Regions from separate parts of the Pan troglodytes genome. Here region 2 is linked to region 1. The links are chromatin contacts, called in public HiChIP or PLAC-seq maps. All regions are on one chromosome and are shown on one strand. Each heading gives the region's core, a stretch centred on a gene start, on an enhancer-like site or on the middle of the called end of the contact. The rest is flanking DNA. Distances are from core to core; before and after follow the strand shown. Region 1 holds the start of CLU (clusterin). Region 2 holds the start of CCDC25 (coiled-coil domain containing 25).

Region 1 (5,561 bases), core at 1,121-3,620:
ACTTATGAATCACTGCAGGGCTGGTTATAATGTTGGTTCTGAGACTGCTTTTCCAGCCAGTCTGCAGGTGATATGGATGCTGCTGATCCAAGGAATGTTCTAGAACTGTGACTGCACAGCCGACCTCCTTTCCTTTGCTCGGACTCACCTCCCCCCTCATCTCCTCTGCCTCCTGGGAGCCTGGCTGCCAGCTGCCCTGGGTGGAAGAGCCATGCCAAGGCCAAGGCCCTCGAGTCCCCAGCACTACCACACAGCCTCATTCTCCCTAAGAAGGCTTAAACCACCTGGCCTTGCTCCTTCTACCAGAAAAGGCCGGTTCTGTGGACAAAGGGGCTGCTCAGGGGAAGAGGAGGAGGAGAAGATGGCGGGGGCGGGGGGCAGGGGGGGCGGGGGGAGCAGGCAGACTTTGAGAGCAACTCCCCTCCAGGCACACCCTCCTGGGAACTTTGAACTGAGCAGCTTCCCAAAACGTTTCCAAGCAGGGCAGGGCTGGAGGCTTAAGAAAATCAATGACCTGGCAGGGCGCAGTGATCCACACCTGTCATCCCAGCACTTTGGGAGGCCAAGACAGGCGGATTACTTGAGATCAGGAGTTCGAGACCAGCCTGGCCAAGGTGGTGAAACCATGTCTCTACTAAAAATACAAAAATTAGCCGGATGTAGCAGCATGCGCTTGTAGTCCCAGCTACTCGGAGGCTGAGGCATGAGAACTGCTTGAACCCGGATGGCGGAGGTTGCAGTGAGCCGAGATGGTGCTACTGTACTCCAGCCTGGGCAACAGAGTGAGACTTGGTCTCAGGAAAAAAAAAAAAAAAAGGAGAAAAGAAAGAAAGAAAATCAATGACTGTGAAAAGGGAGCCATAGGGAGGATGGGAAGACAGTGAAGAGGGCACACAGATGGTGAGGGTTTCAATCCCAAAGCCCCGGCTCCTATCTGCTTCTTCAAATGGAGAAAACTAAACCAAAAGGAAAATAAGAAAAATAATCACCGGTAATTCATATCACCCAGAGGCAAATGTTAGCACCGTGGTATATTTCCTTCTGTCTTCCATGCAGTTTATACAAGATCCTTCACATTCACCATCTTCAAATATTCTTTAAGGGCATACTTTTGTGGCTATGTAATACTCCACTTTCTCACGGACCCAAGTTTATTTTACCATTCTCACAAGATTGGCCATTTCAGTTGTGCCCAATGCCCCACTATTATTATAACAACATTCTCATGGGCATCTTTTTTTATATAGTATCTGTACTTTCCTTTAAATTCCTAACCTCTCCGTTTAAAAAAAAATAATAAAAATCATATTTTTTTTTAACTAGGTCCAGAAATTCTGGAAGGTCAAGAAGCTTTGGCTCTAATCCCAATTCTGATACTTATTTGCTGTTTAGTGTTGGCACCAGTCCTAAACCTCTCCAGGCCTCAGATTATCATCTGTAAAATGAGACCGTGGAATCAGAAGTCTGGGGCCTGGTGGATATTGTGTGACTTTTCTCTGATGCACCTCAGATGCATTAGGAGGCAGAAAAAGTCGGATTTCGGTGGTTGCAGCATATACTGAAATCCGCAGCCTCATACTTACAGGCACAGTGTCCAGAGAGCTAGAGAATTTAGAAGAAAACTAGATGACTCATGCATGCAAGCCGACAGCCACAACTGAGAGATCCGCATCTTCGCAGAGGATATGCTGCAGGAAGGAGCTCCGTGCAGGCCAGCTCCGTCACCTGCTAGCCTGGGTCTCCCGCAACGCGGCAGGTCTCCAGGTCTCAGTTTCCCCATCTTTGCGAAAGGATGATCATTATATCTGTTCTATTTACCCCCCCACCACAGAATTGTGGTTGGAGCTCGTGCTCTCAGGCGGCGGTTGCGCCGGGGCCCCTGGCTCAGCTGCCTGGTGATGGGGCTCCGGCCACCTCCCCTCCCTGGCTTCCTGGGCTCCGTCGAAAGCGCAGGGGTTGTGACTGCGAGCTGTGTCATCCCTCTCTGCCTGGCTGCCATCCCCTCCCCGCCCATCCGTCCTGATGTGGCTCTGCTCAAGGGTAGGGAAGACGGGGACATCTCACCGGTCAGCGGCACCCTGTGCCCGCGCGCTCCTCCTGGCGACGCCGCGTTGTGAGCACTGGGAGGCGCCGTATTTATAGCGCTCTGCTCGCGCACACACCCCCTTTGGGGCTGGCTGCAAACCTGCATGACTCACGCCCAAAGAATGCCGCGGAAAGCAAGGGGAGCTTTCTGGAAGCCGGGAGGTGGGGGCCGGTGCAGCACCGGGCTGGGGGCGCCGGGGGGCGCATCATCACCACGAATAGCTGTGCTGGCTCCAGGAGAGACCCTGAGGTGCGGCCGCTCGGCGCTTCCAGTAGGGAAGAGCCTGAACTCGCGTGGGAGCCCCTCTCACGCGGTTAGCCCGGCTGTCTCTCCCAGTCCAAGACACAATCTCACAGTTCCCTGGCCCTACTGACCTTAACCTTCACGTTACACAAGCGCCACTTCTCTTGACCCATTTAAATAGTAAAGAGTCAGACATAATGAGGGTGGGATGGAGAGGGGCCTTGTGCTGGAGAAGAAAGCACAGGAAGTATTGAAACCCCTACTCCTGGAAACATCACACTGATGGGGGTCCCTGGACTGACCCGCCAGGCCTGGAGGAAACAGAATTGTGTTTAGGAGTGATCAGAGCAGATATGTGGAGAGCCAGAAGGCCTCTCCGGGCTCCTTGATCCACAGAGCTTAAGCAATCACTGTCCCCATCTTCTTGGAACCCAGCCAAACAGGGTGGGCTTCATGGGTGTGGGACCCTTGCAGATCCACGTTTGGTTTAATGGGCTACTGTGACGGTCTTGAAATTCTTCATAGTTTTTGAGCCAGTGGCCCTGAATTTTTATTTTGCCCTGAGCCTTCCCAGTTAGGAAATCAGATCTGTGTCCAGAGGGGTTTGCTGGTCTCCAACTGCTGGAGTTCCTTCTGCTGAGAGCAGGGAGAATCTCCTGTCGCAGCCACCCCACCCCCTGGCAAGGAGGGGGAAGTCCAGGAACCCTGGAGGTGCAGCTACTTCTTGGGGAAGAAACTGAGCTGCCCATTTTGGAGCCAGGGATGTTTAAGCCCCAGGAGAGAAGTCAAGGGGCTGACAGTTGGGGCAATGGGTGGACAGGGCGGGTACAGGCAGTCCCACTGTGGGTGGCAGACTTTGAAAACCATGTGAAACAAAGGGGCTTAAAGGAGAGCTGCATGGTCAGGGGCTGAGTTTTCCAGTTCAGGATCAGGACTATGGAGGCACAACATGGAGGCCCAGTCCCTTGCTTGCCCAACGTCCAGGGGGCACTAGGACCCCAGTCCTTTCCAGGAGGCAGCCTGGGGGAATCTTCAAGGCCCATGAGGAAGTGGGAGAACCCAGACCAGGTCCATGAAAGTCTGATTACAGTCCTAGGTGTGCCCCTAGACACTGGGTGACCTCGGACCAATCACTTTGCCCTTGAGCCTCAGTTTCTTCCATCTGGACGATGAGGAATCGGGAATGGATCATCTCCACGGCTCCCTGCAACCTAACGTAGAGCCAAGCCAAGTATTAGAAGGTCATTAACCCAGAAGAAGAAAAAAATGCCCCAGAAGAGGCTACACTTTATTTTTCTTAAAAAAAAAGTCTAATTATCAGTAACAGCTACATTTTCTGTGGACAGTGCCTGCTCCTTATCAGTGCCTGCTCCTTATCAATACCTGAGGTTAGAAGAATTGTTTTTGAACTCGCTCTTTGTAACTTTTCTGTTCTGTAGCTCCCTCAGCATCCGGAACAGAAGGCATAAATCTAGTTATATTTTTAAAAATTAGACTTCGGAGGTCAGTCAGTGAGATCTGCCTTAGCCAGCTGAATTAGGGGAAGGGAAGAGAGGAAGAAAGGATTTGGGAGAAAATAGCAGGATTCACAGATTCACAGTCATGACTGTGATCCCTTGGGAATAATTACTTGATTATTCCCATTACTAAGCAAACAAGGTTCAGAAGGTCAAACTTGGAGGAAAGAAAAGTGTAAATTTTGAAAGCGCCATAAATGCATCACCAGATGTTTAATATTCTAAGTAGATCATAGACGATGATTGGTTCAGGACTCGCACACTGCTTGATTCCTACCCCATCCCCAGCATCTGCACCAGGTGGTCATCCTGCCCATGTTTGAATGCCACCAATAACAGGGAGCTCACTACCTGCCATGCAACCATTTATCTAGTAAAGCTGTTGATAAAGTTAGGGCCTTCTTTGGTTGAGTCACAGTCTGGCTCGTGTATGGGCCAATCCGGAGCCCAGTTCTGCCCTCTGGAGCCACACAGGGAAAATCCAGCCTATCTCTCCCATAGTGCCCCTTCTGATATTTGAAGGCAACGTAGTCTGCTTTTCCCAGTGACCTCCAGGCTTGCAGCTCCTTGCCTTGCCGTGGTTTGCAGACTTTTCCCCAGCCCTTTGACATTCTGGACCTCATCTCTCTTGAAACTCTTGGCCCAGCCCTGGACCAGCCAATGCCAGTGGGGAGCCTTGGACCAGCCAATGCCGGAGGGCCTGAGCACACAAAGCAGAACAGGACCACCCCTTCCCTTGCCCTAAACACTCCAAATAAGCTTTATCAGATGCTGAGTCACTGGGCTGATTCATAGAGAATGCATCATCTTCTTGGCAGGTGCTGCTGTTTGATCCTCTGTCTCCCATCATGGACTTACACAGCTGGGTTTGGGGCATTAGCTTGATTTATTTTCTTGGAGAGTCAGGGCCATGGGGAGGGCCAGGGAGGGATGAGTAAAGACCCTTGCATTTATCTGTTTATCTATGCTTTGTGCACCATCTCTGGCTGCCTGAATGTCTCTGGGGCTGCTTCGCTACGCAGTGTCCTTATTACACATCCCCAACCAGCCTTTGTCTGGCTCAGCACCACAAGCAGGACAGCTCAGCCAGCAGTTTGATACAGCTGGAACAAACTAGGAATGGGCAAGAGCAGTATCCTGTGGCCTGTGATTAAGAATCACTCTCAGATGGGCGTGGTGACTCACACCTGTAATCCCAGAACTTTGGGAGGCTGAGGTGGAAGGATCACCTGAGTCCAGGAGTTCAAGACCAGCCAGGGCAACATAGCAAGACCCAGTTTCTACAAAAATTAAAAAATTAGCCAAGCATGGTAGTGCACGCCGGCAATCTCAGCTACTCAGGAAGCTGAGATGGAGGATCGCTTGAGCCCAGGAGGTCAAGGCTGCAGTGAGCTATGATCGCACCACTGCACTCCAGCCTGGGCAATAAAGTGAGACCCTGTCTCTCAAAAATAAAAATGAGAAAAATAAGAGAATCACTCTCCAAGGGGAGCAGGGAGGGAGGATGGTGAGAGATTGGTCAACCAGTACACAGTTAAAGTCAGATGGGAGGGATAAGTTCTGGTATTCTATCGCATAGTAGAGTTGAGTATAGTTAACAATAATGTATTGTGTATTTCTTTTATTTAACTTTTATTTTAGGCCCCAGTATCTATTGCTCCCCTCTATGTGTCCATGTGTTCTCATCATTCAGCTCCCACTTATAAGTGAAAACA
Region 2 (6,188 bases), core at 1,775-4,274, 160 kb after region 1:
TATGGGTAAAACAACCACATGTACAGAGACAGAGAAATAGCTCATGGCACACACTGTGGAAGGCTAAACTACTGAGAAAAATAAGGAGATGTCAGTGTGATGAAGGTGGAAGAGTAGGGTCTGTGAGTTACAACTTCCCTGAGCCTCAATCTTACTTCTAAAGAGAAAGTATTGCCTTATTCAAACCCACACAAACAATGTGGAACTAGTTTCACTTAAATCTTACCTTTTGGCTGAGCGTGGTGATTCACGCCTTTAATCCTAGCACTTTGGAAGGCTGAGGCGGGTGGATCACTTGAGGTAAGGAGTTCGAGACTAGCCTGGCCAACATGGTGAAACCCCGTTTCTACTAACAAAATACAAAAATTAGCCGGGCATGGTGGTGTGTGCCTGTAATCCCAGCTACTTGGGAGACTGAGGCAGTAGAATTGCTTGAACCCAGGAGGTAGAGGTTGCAGTGAACTGAGATCACACCACTGTACTCTAGCCCGAGTGACAGAGGGAGACTCCATCTCAAAAAAACAAAAAACAAAACAAAACAAAAACTCACCTTTTGTAATTCCAGCACTTTGGGAGGTTAAGGTGGGCAGATCACTTGAGCTCAGGAGTTCAAGACCAGCCTGAGCAACATGATGAAACCCCATCTTTACTAAAAATACAAAAATCAGCCAGGCATGTTGGCTGGTCCCTGTAATCCTAGCTGTACCAGAATCGCTTGAACCCAAGAGATGGAGGTTGCAGTAAGCTGAGATCGTGCCACTGCACTCTAGCCTGGGTGACAAAGCAAGACTCCGTCTCAAAAATAAATAAAATAAATCTCACCTTTAGACCGGGCGCAGTGGCTCATGTTGGTAATCCCAGCACTTTGGGAGGCCGAGGCGGGCAGATCACCTGAGGTCGGGAGTTCAAGACCAGCCTGACCAACATGGAGAAACCCCGTCTCTACTAAAAAAATACAAAATTAGCCAGGCTTGGTGGCGCATTCCTGTAATCCCAGCTACACAGGAGGCTGAGGCAGCAGAATCGCTTGAACCCGGGAGGCAGAGGTTGCAGTGAGCCGAGATCGTGCCATTGCACTCCAGCCTGGGCAACAAGAGCAAAACTCCGTCTCCAAAAAAAAAAAAAAAAACAAAAACAAAAACAAAAAACTCACCTTTAACAAGCATATAGAGTAGCAATAGAATAGAAAGTGCTATAAGTAAGTAAAAAAATGGCATTCATTTATTCAACAAGCATTTATTGAGAACTACTAGCCAGTCACTACGTTAGGGAAACAAGTACAGTAGTCCCCCCTTATCTGTGGGGGATGTCTTCCAAGATCTCCAGTAGATGCCTGAAACCGAGGACAACACTGAATTCCATATATAAAGGGACTTGCCACATAATGATGCTTTGGTCAGCAACAAACCACACATACTATGGTGGTCCCATAACATTATAACGAAGCTGAAAAATTCTGATCACTATTGCCTGATGACCTGGTAGCCATCATAACAGTGTGGTGCAACTCACTTTTTCTACGTTGAGACCCGTTTAAATACACAAACACCATTGCGTTACCATTGCCTACAGCCATTCAGTACAGCAACGTGCTGTACAAGTTTGTACCCTAGGAGCAACGGTATACTGTACAGCCTACATTTGTGGTAGGCTACACCACAGGTTTAAGTATACTCTACCGTGTTGCTACAACAACGAAACCGCCTAATGGAGCATTTCTCAGAATGTATTCTTGTCATTAAGGGACGCATGGCTACTGGTATTCCCTATACATGTATACCTATGATAAAGTTAATGTATCAATTCGGTGGAGTAAGAGATTATCGACAACAACTAATAATAAAATAGGACGATTATAACAACGTACTGTAATAAAAGTTAGGTGACTCTGCTCTCTCTCTCCCTCTCAAAATCTTATTGTACTGTACTCACTCCTTTTCTTCTTGTGATGTGACCACGGAAAGCGAAATACAGGACAAGTAGGGACTACTGTAAAGAGATCCTGTCCACGCCCTCAAGGGACTTACACTCTAGCTCAAGCAGACACCATTTAATACCATTTGATAAGTGCAATGCCAAAGGCATACTTGGAACGTTAAGTGGGTCCCAGGAAAGGAATAGCTAAGCAATCTTGGGGTAGGAGCTAGCATCAGGAAAGGCATCTTGGAAAAGATGGGCCAAAACTGTCTTAAGGGAATTAGCTGGGGCTTGATTTTAGGAAAGGGGAATAACAGGAACAGAACGAAACCAAGTCGGGACACGGCATTTCCTGGGAACGAAGGGCACCCTTTCCTTATCTGTCAAAGATAAGTCAGAAGTATTACCATAGGTCACTTCTGAGATCTGGGACATCAACTGCCAGGGGAGTGGCTGGGTGGACATTCCAGGGTCTTTTTATTGTTTTCTGTTGCATCCCAGACCCTACAACCCCTTCCTGAAAGGTTAAGTCGCACTTCCCTTAAGAAAAAGTTGTTAGCAGGTGTCTCCTTTCTCACAGGGGATAATTACCAGGGTGCAGCCAGAACAAAGGCCGCAGATGGAAGGTGGGAAGAAGACTTGGGATAAGGTGTGTGGAGGAGCCCACAGGCTCTGCCCAATCCCAGGGAGTGACGGGACGTCTTTCCGATTGGGGGACGAGAACTCCCCGATACAAATATAGCAGTGGCATCGCCCCTCCGCGCCCCCCACGCCATGACGAGGGGACGCGGGGGGAAATCCTGCAGCCGTGGGAGGGACGGATGTGCTGGGGGACCGAGAGGCCGCGGGAAGAGGCACTCGCATCCAGGAGGCATTTTAGAGCGAGGGTCAGGCGCAGCGGCGGACTGCGGGTCCCGGCTTCGGAGCCCGCTGTCCAGCAGGGTCTAGGAGGACGTGGCGCCCACTCACCGCTGCTGCTGGTGAAGTAGAACACCATGATCCTGGGAGCGGTGCGGTGACTCCACCGCGGAGCAGCAGCGCTCAACTCACGAAGCTCCGGATAGCCGACTCGCGGCGGCCGCCTGGCCCCCGGAACTCCTCCGTGCACTTCCGGCGGACGTCGGGGCGCGTCATAGCGCCGGCCGTGGGCGCCATTTTTAATCCTGGCGAGGCGAAGGGTACTGGCAAGGAGTTTGGTTCAATGATTTGTGGGTTAAGGGAAAGAGGCTGGGCATCTTGGGCACATTAGTTAACCTGTCTGTGCTTCACTTTCCTCAGCAGCGAAATGAAGATGATACTAGAGCAGCTAACTCACGGGATATTTTTTAGGGTTAAATGAGTTAATGGGCGCCAAGAGTTTAGAACATAGCACACAAACGAGTTGTTTCTGATACTCACCAGGACAATATGTCTCTTGGGGATTGGACTTTGTTCTGGCTTAAATCGAAGGCCTGCCATCCCAAACCTCTGAACCTCAGAGGTCCTCCTGCTATAAAGTAGGAATAATCATATTCATGTAAAGCTCCTACAGCACTTGGCTTTGCCCTGATTATTTCTCTTGAGAAAGCACTTTTATCTGAGGAATGTGAGTCCCTTTAAATTACTAGGTCTGGAGAGGCATTAAAATGAGACCCCATCATGTTCTACCACCCCCTTGAGCTATGTATTCATCTACTGAAACTACCTGCTTCTGCCACAAGTAGCTACCTACTAACCTAACACTGCCACACAAGACACTATGACCCACACCCTATAGTTTAACAATGTCTAGCCAATCACTGATGCTTGTAGTTTCTATACATCAATGAGAATGCTTGACAGTTGTGTATCAGCCCACTTCCTGCCCCCCTTCTTCGTCTTTAAAAACCTGCTTGTAGCAAAGGCCAGACAGAGCTCATATCCAAGCCTGCTGGTGGAGGGCGGTGGGGGGAGGGGGGTTGGAATCTTCTGGGCAGCTGTCCCCGCTTTAACTCAAGCAAACTCTACCTTTTTTTTGCCTCAGTGACATTTTTTTTGCCTCAGCCTTTTCCTTTTAAACTGACACCCTTACATCACTGTCACTGACTTCATTCTATGAAATTGAGGGCGTCACTTAACGAAATTTATTTACGTGCTTGCTTTGACAGCATGTATACTAAAATTGGAATGATACAGAGAACTTTAACATGGCCCCTGCTCAAGGATGACATACAAATTTGTGAAAATTAAATTTGAAAAAATAAACATAAAACTCTAAACTTATTTGAAACTAAAAATGTGCCAGAAACACTGTACCAGGAGCTGGTGACACAAAGATAGCAACAATAGCTAACAATAACCGTTTTAGGAACTTTCTGGTTTTCCAAAGTAAGAATTTAGCTCTGTTCTGTAAATAGCAATTGTTTTGGGTTCTCCGTTGTATTATTTGTAAAATGGGAATGGCAATAGATATTAATACCTTACAGATTGTGGTGAGAAGTAAATGAAACAAAACATGTAAAGCATCTAAGAATGCCTGGCACATAGCAGGTGTTAAGTTTTATATTTTAATTTGAAAAATAAAATAAATAGAAACCTAAAGTTACTAATAAAAAAAGTGAAACTAACAATGAAGCTTCAAATGTGAAAAATAAGTGCATCGAGAATCTTGGAGAGGCCTTTATTTATTTATGTATGTATTTTTGAGACGGAGTCTTGCTCTGTCGCCAGGCTGGAGAGGCCATTTTACAAAAATTTCTTACCCCGTGACCCCAGAATGTATCTCAACTTCAACTAGACCGAGAACTACAATTCCCAGAATGCACCTAAACAAGGCCCCGGGAACGGAGTCTGGCGGTGCTGCAGGGGATTGTGGGTGCGTGGTTTCCCTCAGAGATTTTTCACCTCACCAGGGCGCGAGAATCTTGGAAACAGCCACCAGGGTGGGCGGGGCAAGGGCTGGTGTTCCACCAATCACCGAGCCAGCCCCTGGAAGCGCTGAGCCGTGGCCAATCGGAACGCAGCGGCTTCCTCCTAGCCTGGCGCGCGATTATTTGAAGACGCTCACGGAGCGGCTGGCTAGGCTGAGGGGAGCTCGCCCGGCTCTGAGGCGCAGGTAACCTCTGGAGTAGGCCGAGGCGGGGGGCTGTGGAAGGCTGAGGCGAGCGGGAGACCCTGTGGAACGTGGGGGCGAATGTCACGGGGAAAGGGCTTCTGCTCGGCGCTCGGCAGGTCCGCAGGCCCGAGACCGAAGAAGCCACTGACTCGTTCTCCGCGCTCACAGGCTCCGGGTTTCCCTCTTCCCGACGCCGGCGTTTCCTTGTTTTGGGTTTAGGGTTTGTTTGTTTGTTTCCCTGACCGGGTTCAGGGTCGGGACGCTTTCCTCTCCTACCTTTCCTCGCTTAGCCCCAGAGGGGTTCCCCCTTAAGCCGCAGCTCGACCTGAATTCCCAGAGACCCTGGCCTTTCAGTTTGTTCATTCATTAATAGCTTTGAAATAACGCTTGTGTGCTGCTTTGGGGGGAATTTCCCTGATCCCAGGGAAGGGGAAGGAAATGAACTCTGACGAGCCACGTAGCCGCCTGCTCGTGCATTCTAGCATTTGTTTTCAGCAGCCTTACGACTTCAAGAGATTTTTATAAAAAGGGAAGCAAACGGCTTGCTCCGGGCTCATCAGCTAGGAAAATGGCAGAGGACTGTGCTTCACCCGTTTTCCTGCTGGGCTCTGATGAAAAGTTACAGACGGTCTCTGCCTTCATTGAAGGCTGTTGAGATGGGGAAACAAGAAGAAAATGTCTTAAATGGACTATTAGGGCAATATAGGGTGCCATGGAAGCAGAACAAGCGCGTGTAACCCTGAGAGGGGTGGAAGGAGAGCAATGTCGAGGAAGACCTCCCAGAAAATAGGGTTTTAACTTGGTGTGAAATAGACTAATTAAAGGGGGTATAATTTTGATAAAGCGATTTTTAATATTTTGATGAATGTGGTTATTGTCATTTCTTTTAGGAATTCAATAAAGAAAATGGCAGCTCTTACTCCAAGGAAGAGGAAGCAGGATTCTTTGAAGTGTGACAGGTGAATCTCAGCCTGTGAATAGAAACTCTTAGAAAAATCCACCTTCTTGTCTCTCTTGTTCTCTCCTATTTTCTAAAATTTTCGTTCTTCCACTAGCCTACTCCTTGTGGCTACAGTGATAACCTGATAACCTATATTCTAATTCCAGCTTGGAAATACATTAAGTTTTCATAATGAATTATTTAGTCCTTTTCAAGGGAATCAAAGCTGTTTTTTAGTTTTTGTTTTTTTCTTTTGAC

Evidence for each region. HiChIP or PLAC-seq counts read pairs in DNA pulled down with a chosen protein or histone mark.
Region 2: a contact with region 1 is called in an H3K4me3 HiChIP or PLAC-seq map of stem cell-derived excitatory neurons, with 5 times the contacts expected there. The contact joins the promoter of CCDC25 here to the promoter of CLU in region 1. A contact is called at or near these places in 3 of 7 Hi-C or Micro-C datasets (induced pluripotent stem cells and stem cell-derived neural progenitor cells), 1 of 1 datasets of contacts at active chromatin or transcription factors (stem cell-derived excitatory neurons) and 1 of 1 other capture datasets (stem cell-derived neural stem cells).

The regions. Positions count from the first base shown.
Region 1 is chr7:35,957,999-35,963,559 of NHGRI_mPanTro3-v2.0_pri, forward strand. It overlaps CLU (clusterin), which reads right to left and starts at 2,371. Exons shown (of 9, transcript XM_519677.7): 1 at 2,065-2,371. The coding sequence starts at 2,191.
Region 2 is chr7:36,120,468-36,126,655 of NHGRI_mPanTro3-v2.0_pri, forward strand. It overlaps CCDC25 (coiled-coil domain containing 25), which reads right to left and starts at 3,025. Exons shown (of 8, transcript XM_063816969.1): 1 at 2,887-3,025. It overlaps ESCO2 (establishment of sister chromatid cohesion N-acetyltransferase 2), which reads left to right and starts at 3,077. Exons shown (of 14, transcript XR_010159463.1): 1 at 3,077-4,990; 2 at 5,881-5,949. LOC112204240 (U6 spliceosomal RNA) reads left to right here and starts at 4,028; the gene lies at 4,028-4,129.